Regions from separate parts of the Mus musculus genome. Here region 2 is linked to region 1. Evidence: chromatin contacts called from public promoter capture Hi-C data. All regions are on one chromosome and are shown on one strand. Each heading gives the region's core, a stretch centred on a gene start, on an enhancer-like site or on the middle of the called end of the contact. The rest is flanking DNA. Distances are from core to core; before and after follow the strand shown. Region 1 has its middle 8.3 kb from the start of Pigyl. Region 2 overlaps Bbs9 (Bardet-Biedl syndrome 9 (human)).

What was found. Promoter capture Hi-C pulls out the DNA fragments that hold promoters and counts their contacts.
Region 2: a contact with region 1 is called in a promoter capture Hi-C map of liver, with 2.6 times the contacts expected there. The contact joins two enhancer-like sites. A contact is called at or near these places in 3 of 39 promoter capture datasets (liver, neutrophils and pre-B cells) and 1 of 115 datasets of contacts at active chromatin or transcription factors (double positive thymocytes).

Annotation. Positions count from the first base shown.
Region 1 is chr9:22,163,419-22,166,932 of GRCm38.p6, forward strand. No RefSeq gene overlaps it. Among named protein-coding and RNA genes, the nearest start is that of Pigyl, 8.3 kb to the left of the region's middle. Within about 2 kb of position 1,618, at least 232 of the 459 cell types and tissues checked have an H3K27ac peak or open chromatin away from gene starts, as enhancers often do. A contact at or near this core is called in liver, where this site is marked.
Region 2 is chr9:22,490,895-22,494,408 of GRCm38.p6, forward strand. It overlaps Bbs9 (Bardet-Biedl syndrome 9 (human)), which reads left to right. Exons shown (of 23, transcript NM_001360259.1): 2 at 1-46. Among named protein-coding and RNA genes, the nearest start is that of Bbs9, 17 kb to the left of the region's middle. Within about 2 kb of position 1,932, at least 2 of the 459 cell types and tissues checked have an H3K27ac peak or open chromatin away from gene starts, as enhancers often do. A contact at or near this core is called in liver, where this site is marked.

The DNA.
Region 1 (3,514 bases), core at 368-2,867:
GACTGAACCCAGGGATTCTTGAATCCTAGGCAAGGAAGGACTCTGTTAACTGAAGTTACATCTCTGGTTTCCTCACAGGCATTCTGCCCTTAGTAATGAGCAGTGGGTGTTTTCTGAAGGGTTATTGACTGGGAAACCGGACAGGCTGATAACATCTGCACACCGGAGCTCGGACCACACCGGTGTTCCTCTGTATCTACACCGCCGAGGCTTCTCGAGGTAACAGATCTGCAGATGGGATCATCCACCCCGAACTTCCCTTTGCTGTCCTACAAAACCCCAAGCTCTGACCCCAAGCCATAAAATTATTTTCATAGCTACTTCATAACTATGACTCTGCTAGTGTTATGAATTGTAATGTAAATATCCTTCATTGTCCTGGCCAAAGGACCTCTGTGGAGGTCCGCCTCTTACTTTCCATCGATCCTGTTCTAAAACTTTTAGTAGTTTGAGATGAACAAAAGCAAGCTCAGAGTTCCTGAAAGACAACACAGGTGATCTATTAATACCGTCATGACCCGTCTACCGAAAAACTAATGGGACCACACTCCTTAGTGACTCAGAAAGGTGTCCTGGTGGCCCATGAAAGAAATTTGAGTACTCAGGGAGTTGGAAGCCAATGACTAGAGGTAGAGCCTTTTGGGTAGAGTGGCTACCAGGAAGAAGGCCCTCGGTGACATCCCCAACACACCATAAACCCAGCTGGGTATGAAAGCATACACACCTGTAATCCCAGCGTTCAAGAGACAGAAGGACCAGGAGTTCAAGTACATCCTCGGCCACACAGCTTACTTGAGGCCAGTCTGGGCTACATGAGACCCTATGTCCAAAAAATAAAAAATAAAAAAGCCTTTATGTTTCTCCTCAGTAGCCCCAATCGACTTGAGATTCTAGAGCAATGGTTTCAGCCTTCTTAATGCTGCGACCCTTAAATATAGTTCCTTATGTTATGGTAACCCCAAGCCATACAATTATTTTCATAGCTACTTCATAACTATGACTTTGCTAGTGTTATGAATTGTAATGTAAATATATGTTTTAGCTCGGTGACAGAGGCACACTCCTTTAATCCCAGCAGAGGCAGGCGGATTTCTGAGTTAGAGGCCAGCCTCTACTACAGAGTGAGTTCCAGGAGAGCCAGGGTCATACAGAGAAACCGTGTCTTAAAACAACAAAACAAAACCCTGTGTCTTGTGATGCTCGTAAAACGACCCTTTTTAACAGGGTCTTTCGATCCCCGTCTCCAGCCCCCAAAGGGGTTGCAATCCACAGCAACCTGAGCAATTGTCTTGAGCAAATTTAACCCTAGTTTTTCTCCCCTCGATGCGCAGGGCGAAGGGGCGGGACTGCAGTAACTGTCCAAGGAGACGCGCCGCTAGCCGGGGCGGGACGCTGCCACGCAAAGCCACCAAAGAGACTGAGTCTCTCACTCGCGAGGCTCGGGTGGTCGGGTCTGTCTCGGTAGTTGTCACTCAGGCTGTCTGCCCCCGCCCGGGTCCTGCTGTGCCCTGCGGGGAACCGGGAACCGGGAGGGAGGCATTCTTAGGACCTCCGGGAGGACGCGATGGTGAGTGCAGCCGGGGAGTGACTGCTGCGTGACGCTGCGTCACTCGGGAGTCTGCGCCCCAGTTTGCCACCGGCTCGGCTCGCTTCGGTTTGGCTCCGCCGGGCTCTGCTCTCCGCACCGCCGTGGAGTGGGCGTGGCGGCAGCTGCATCCTGGCTGCTGAGTGTGCAAGAGCTGTGGCCTGAGGGTCCCCAGCCCATCACTGCTCCCTAAGTGGCGCCGACTTCCCCAGTGTTGTCTCTGTTTACCGGAGGTCTCAAATTAGCGACCCTATTCCAGCGTAGCTTTTCAAAATCAGCAGCCAGTGGAGGCCTTCGTTTCCGGTTCCCCCTTTCCACATTTCCAGTAGCAGCAACCCCTCTCCAGGTCACTGTCTTTTTTTTTTTTTTTCTTTCCCCTCTCTCATCCGCCCCCCCCCCCAACCCCCACTCTCTCCGCAGGGTTTCTAGTCTCTTCTAGCCTGGGTTTAAGCGGTACTGGGGGTGGATGCATGGCTTCCAGCCTGCTGGTCAGTACTCTCTCCATGCTAACTCCTCATCCTCTGGTCTTCACCTCCCAAGTCCCAAGTATTTCGATTACAAATCTGTACAATCGCATCTGGTGACTTTTCTACATCCTACACACACACGCTATTTTAATTACAACTTTTCTTTAGGGCAAGGTTGGTTTGGTTGGTTGACTGATCTTTGCAGTGCTGAGGACAGGACCCAGGGCTTTGAGCTTTATCATTGAACTGTATCTCCAGTGTGTGTGTGTGTGTGTGTGTGTGTGTGTGTGTGTGTGTGTATTAGCATGTATGCATTGTACAAGTTTCACTTTGCAATTCAGGATGGTCTCAAACTAATAATCCTGTCTGTCTCAGCTTTCCAGTTGGTGGGGTTACAGGGAAAGGATTCCAGATTTGGCCGAATGGCTGTTACAAAGCTCTGTGTTTTGTTGCTGTCTGCATGAAGCTTTCTGGAACTGTAAGATGTGTAGACCTGCCCTCTCAGTGTCTTCCTGGGCACAGACATTGAAATTAAGGTTTTTTTGAAACCTTTTTCTGGGTCCCTTGCCCTTGAGGTACAACTCCTAAGTACTTCCTTTCCTGGCTGGCTGGTGTCACCTTTAAGGGCGTTACTCGTTTGAGTCGCAGTTTTTCATTAAAAAGGGAAACAAAGGGCTGGGGAGTTGGCTTAGTGATTAAGAGGACCCAGGTTTGATTTCCAGCAGTCACATGGCTGTCCTCAGCTGTCTTTAAAGCCACTGCCTGAGCTCTATCTCCTGCTGACACCCATGCAGACAAAACACCTACATACGAAAAAGTAACACGTGAGACTCAGTGCCCCCCCCTCATGCCACCTGCTGCAAGCTAGAATGGAGGACCCTCTGTGGCACGTGCATGCCAATAAATAAATAAATAAATAAATAAATAAATAAATAAATAATTTAGTTTAGCCGGTCAGTGGTAGTGCACGCCTTTAATCCCAGCACTCGGGAGGCAGAGGCAGGTGGATTTCTGAGTTCGAGGCCAGCCTGGACTACAGAGTAAGCTCCAGGACAGTCATGGTTACACAGAGATACCCTGTCTGGGAAAAAAAAATTAGTTTAAAAACTGTGCAGAAACATAGCTATTAAGCTGTTTCAGGGTGAGCCAAGCCCTGCTAGCAGGGGGTTTTAGGGTGCTTTGTTTCAGCGTGTGTCTCAGTGCTGACTAGGGAGTAGGCAAAGTGGAGGATGCGCTAAGGCTCAGGACTGTGAAGATGTAATCGGCTCTAGGTGCTCATGCCTCTCCCTCCTGTCCGCTCTCTGTCTGTCTTGTCTGTCTGTCTGTCTGCTGATTTCCTTGTACACTTTTAGGTTTAAACGTTCACGTTTATTTTACACGTTTAAGTATATGCCTGCAAGTATGTCAGTACAACATGTTTTGCCCTCAGAGGCCAGAAGAGGGCGCCAGAACTCCTGGAACT
Region 2 (3,514 bases), core at 682-3,181, 330 kb after region 1:
GGCTGCTTATGCTTGGCTGATGTGGACAACAGTGGGAACGGCCACGGTGAGGACCTGTGGGTGTGCTTTTGTTGTCCCAGTATTGGAATGGAATTCGGGGACTCACACATGCCAAGGAGGCTTTCTGATGCTGGGCTTAGTCTGTACCTCCCCACTGGAGCCGAGCATTAAAGACAGGAAATAGAAATGACTCCATTTAAAAAACATGAACTTAGGAGAACATGACTAAAGTGCCGTAAGTATAGCCCAGGTTTGAATGTACCTACCTGCCCCCTTATCATCCTTTTTTTTTTTTTTTTTTTGAGATAAAGTTTCACTGTGTAGTCCAGGCTGGCCCGATCTCACTCTGGTCCTCCTGGGTTTGGGATTACAAGTGTGTGCCACTATACCTGGTGTTTCTCTTTATAAGTAGCGTGCAGACAGCAGGCTGGCAGAAGTGTCCTTGCCTCTGTTTTATTTATATCGTGTGGGCTTTGTTCATGCTGTGATATTACTTGGTGGAATTAGTAGACAAATCACATAGCACCATTCGGTTTGCTTCCACATAGGGTGGTCTAGGGTTGAGGTAGTAAGATACGGAATCTGAAAAATTCCTTTTCGAAATCCTTTACAGCAGAAACAATGTGCTCTTCTAGTGGAGCGCGAAAGCATCGATGCCATGATGAGGACACACGGATTCTGCTACTGAGGGGAGACAGTCGCTGCGCCATTGCTTTCATTTTGCTTTAGAGAAACCAGCTACTGTCCTAGCCTTACATTGCTTGCTTCTCTGCATAGTCATGTGTTCAAGTCTTTAAAAAGGGTCAAGTTCTATATAGTTACAGTGTGAAATTAGTGCTATGTTTGAATAACTTGTGTATCACAAGCATGGTGGCATGCAGGCAGACACAGTACTGGAGGAATAGCTGAGAGTTCCGCATTCAGATCTTCAGACAGTGGGAAGAGAATGCCCCTGGGCCTGGCTTAGGCTTTTGAAACCTCAAAGACGATCTCCAATGTCATACTTTCTCCAATAAGGCCATCCCTCCTAATTCTTTCAAATAGTGCCACACCCTTGTGACCAATCATTCAAATTTGTGATCCTGTGGACACCATTCTCATTGAAACCACCACAGTCTGGTAGAGAAGGATCCTAGGACAATTTATATTAGAGGCAGGAGAGATGACTCAGTGGTTAAGAGCATATAGTGCAGTTGCAGGGTATTTGATCACAGTGTGTTGTTTACTGGGAAAAAAAAACTGTTTCTGGTTGTGGTGTGTGGCTCATCCCTTAGTACAGTACACACCTTTGATTCATCTGTCTGGAATATAGACACGCTTAGTATACACCTCTAATCTCAAACAATGAAGGTAAAGTTAGTTTGTAGATGGACGCACCCATGTTTAAAAGTGATTGTCTAATAGAGTGGCAGAAAAGTGACAAACCAGAGAAAGATTTGATAGAATAGAATACACCCAACTCTCATGTGAAGAGAGAGGAAAGGGAAGCTACTTATGAAAGAGCAGTGTGGTTGGGGTGAGATAGAGAGAGAGTGAGCAGGTTTACCAGGAGAGTTTTGCAGAAGCAAGCTAGACACAGGTGAAGGCAGAGTGAGCCAGAGAACGAGAAGGAGCCAGAAGATTAGAACATGTTGTCAAAGTTAGTATGAGGCCAAGCAGAGCGGTTTAGTGAGAAACTGAGAGAAGCCATATTGAATCAGCCAGCTTTGAGTGGAGTTAGAGCCAAACAGCTGAGTTGAACCAGCCAGCCGGGGATCAGAAAGAACTGGGGAAGGTGTGAACTTATTCAGTAGCAAGTCTCAGAGGCTGAAAACATCTGAGGCCTAGATGTGATTGTATGGAGGCCAGAAGCTTCCAGGACTAGGTCTAAGTTAACAGATGGAGGCAGTAAGCTTCGGAGATGACAGTTATATCAGGTGAATAAAAGTCACATTTGCACAATGTTTGTCCAGAGGGCAGGTTTCAATTCCCCGAAGTTATTTGGCAGCTTACAATTGTCTGTAACTTCAGTTCCAGGAAATTTGATGCTGTTTTCTGGCCTCTGTGGGCACCAGGCACACATGTAGCCCACAGACATGTGTACATGAAGGCAAAACTTGTTGTTTACTGGAAAAAAAAAACCTGTTCATTTAAAGTTCATATTAGGTATATGGGGTATAACAGCAATGATAATAGACAGACTGTCATTGGTCATGTGACTCTGATTCTGACTTATGTGTGACAATGGGCAAGAAGTTGTGACTGTCTAGAAGCTTGTGGTGGCCGTTTTTCACTGACCTGAAATGTTTATGCTTGTAAGTGAGGGAAAAGGCCTTAAGTAATGTGATAAATGTGCTTTCTTAAACTATTACTCAAGGAGGTGGGGAGAAGGCAGAAGTGGTCTTAATGGCTTTTCAGTTAATGCTTCCCAGGCAATCTCATTTGAATGAATGGATTTATCATAGCTTGAAATCTGTGAGTAAAACCTTAATCTGAGATCTGGTTATTGTAATAGGCAGGCCTTTTAAAAATCATAAGTTTACAATTTTCTTTTGAACTTAGGTTATTATCTGTGGACTTGACCATTCTCATTGCCTCTGATTTTTCAATTTTATTATTTTTATTATTTTATTTTGCCTTCATGTATGTCTGTGTACCATGTGTGAGCCTGGTACCCTCAGAGGCCAGAAAAGAGCACAGGATTCAGATCCCCCGGAACTGGAGTTAAAGAAGATTTAGAGCAACTGTGTGGGTGCTGGGAATAGAACCCAGGTCCTCCAGAAAGGTGACAAAGGCTCCAACTGCTGAGCTGTCCCCCTAGGCCTCCACCTCTGATTTTTGAAGGGCTCAATTGAAATCAAGTCTTAGCTATTTGGTGAGGTATGATGGGTGTGATGGTGTCTAAGGCATGACAGCATGCAAGGGAACTCGATAAGGAACGAGCTTTCCAGACTCTAGTAATTTTGTTATGAACCCATAGCCCCGTTATTTCTGATCAATATCATTACTTTTACCTAAGAGAGCCAAGATTTGTCTACTTTGTGTTACTACAGTTTAAAAGCCAAAGAAATTGTCTTTGGATTTGATTCTTAGTGATAAGTTCCACTGATATAAATGTTAATTCTTTCTGCAGAGTCTGACTTTTTGATCTTCAAATGTACCATAGATGTGTTTTAAATTATCCAGTGTCTGTAGAAAAAGCCAACTTTCATATGTTGTCATTTCTCCTTTTAGTCTGGGTGGCCAATGGCAGCAGATGACTAGTCCACCAGAGGGTTATGGGTAATGCTCATGTGCTGCTTTGTTTCTGTCAACTTGATATGAACCACAGTCACCTCACTGAGAGTGAGGGACTCTCAATTCAGGAGTTAGCTCTATCAGAGTGGCCTGGAACGTGTATGCGGGGCATTTTCTTGATCAATGATGGGTGTTAGAGGCCCCAGCGAACTGTGGGTGGTACCATCCCCAGCAGGTGGTCCTGGACTGTGTAAGAAAGCAGATTGAGCCAGCCATGGAGGAGGGTGTGTGTTCCTCT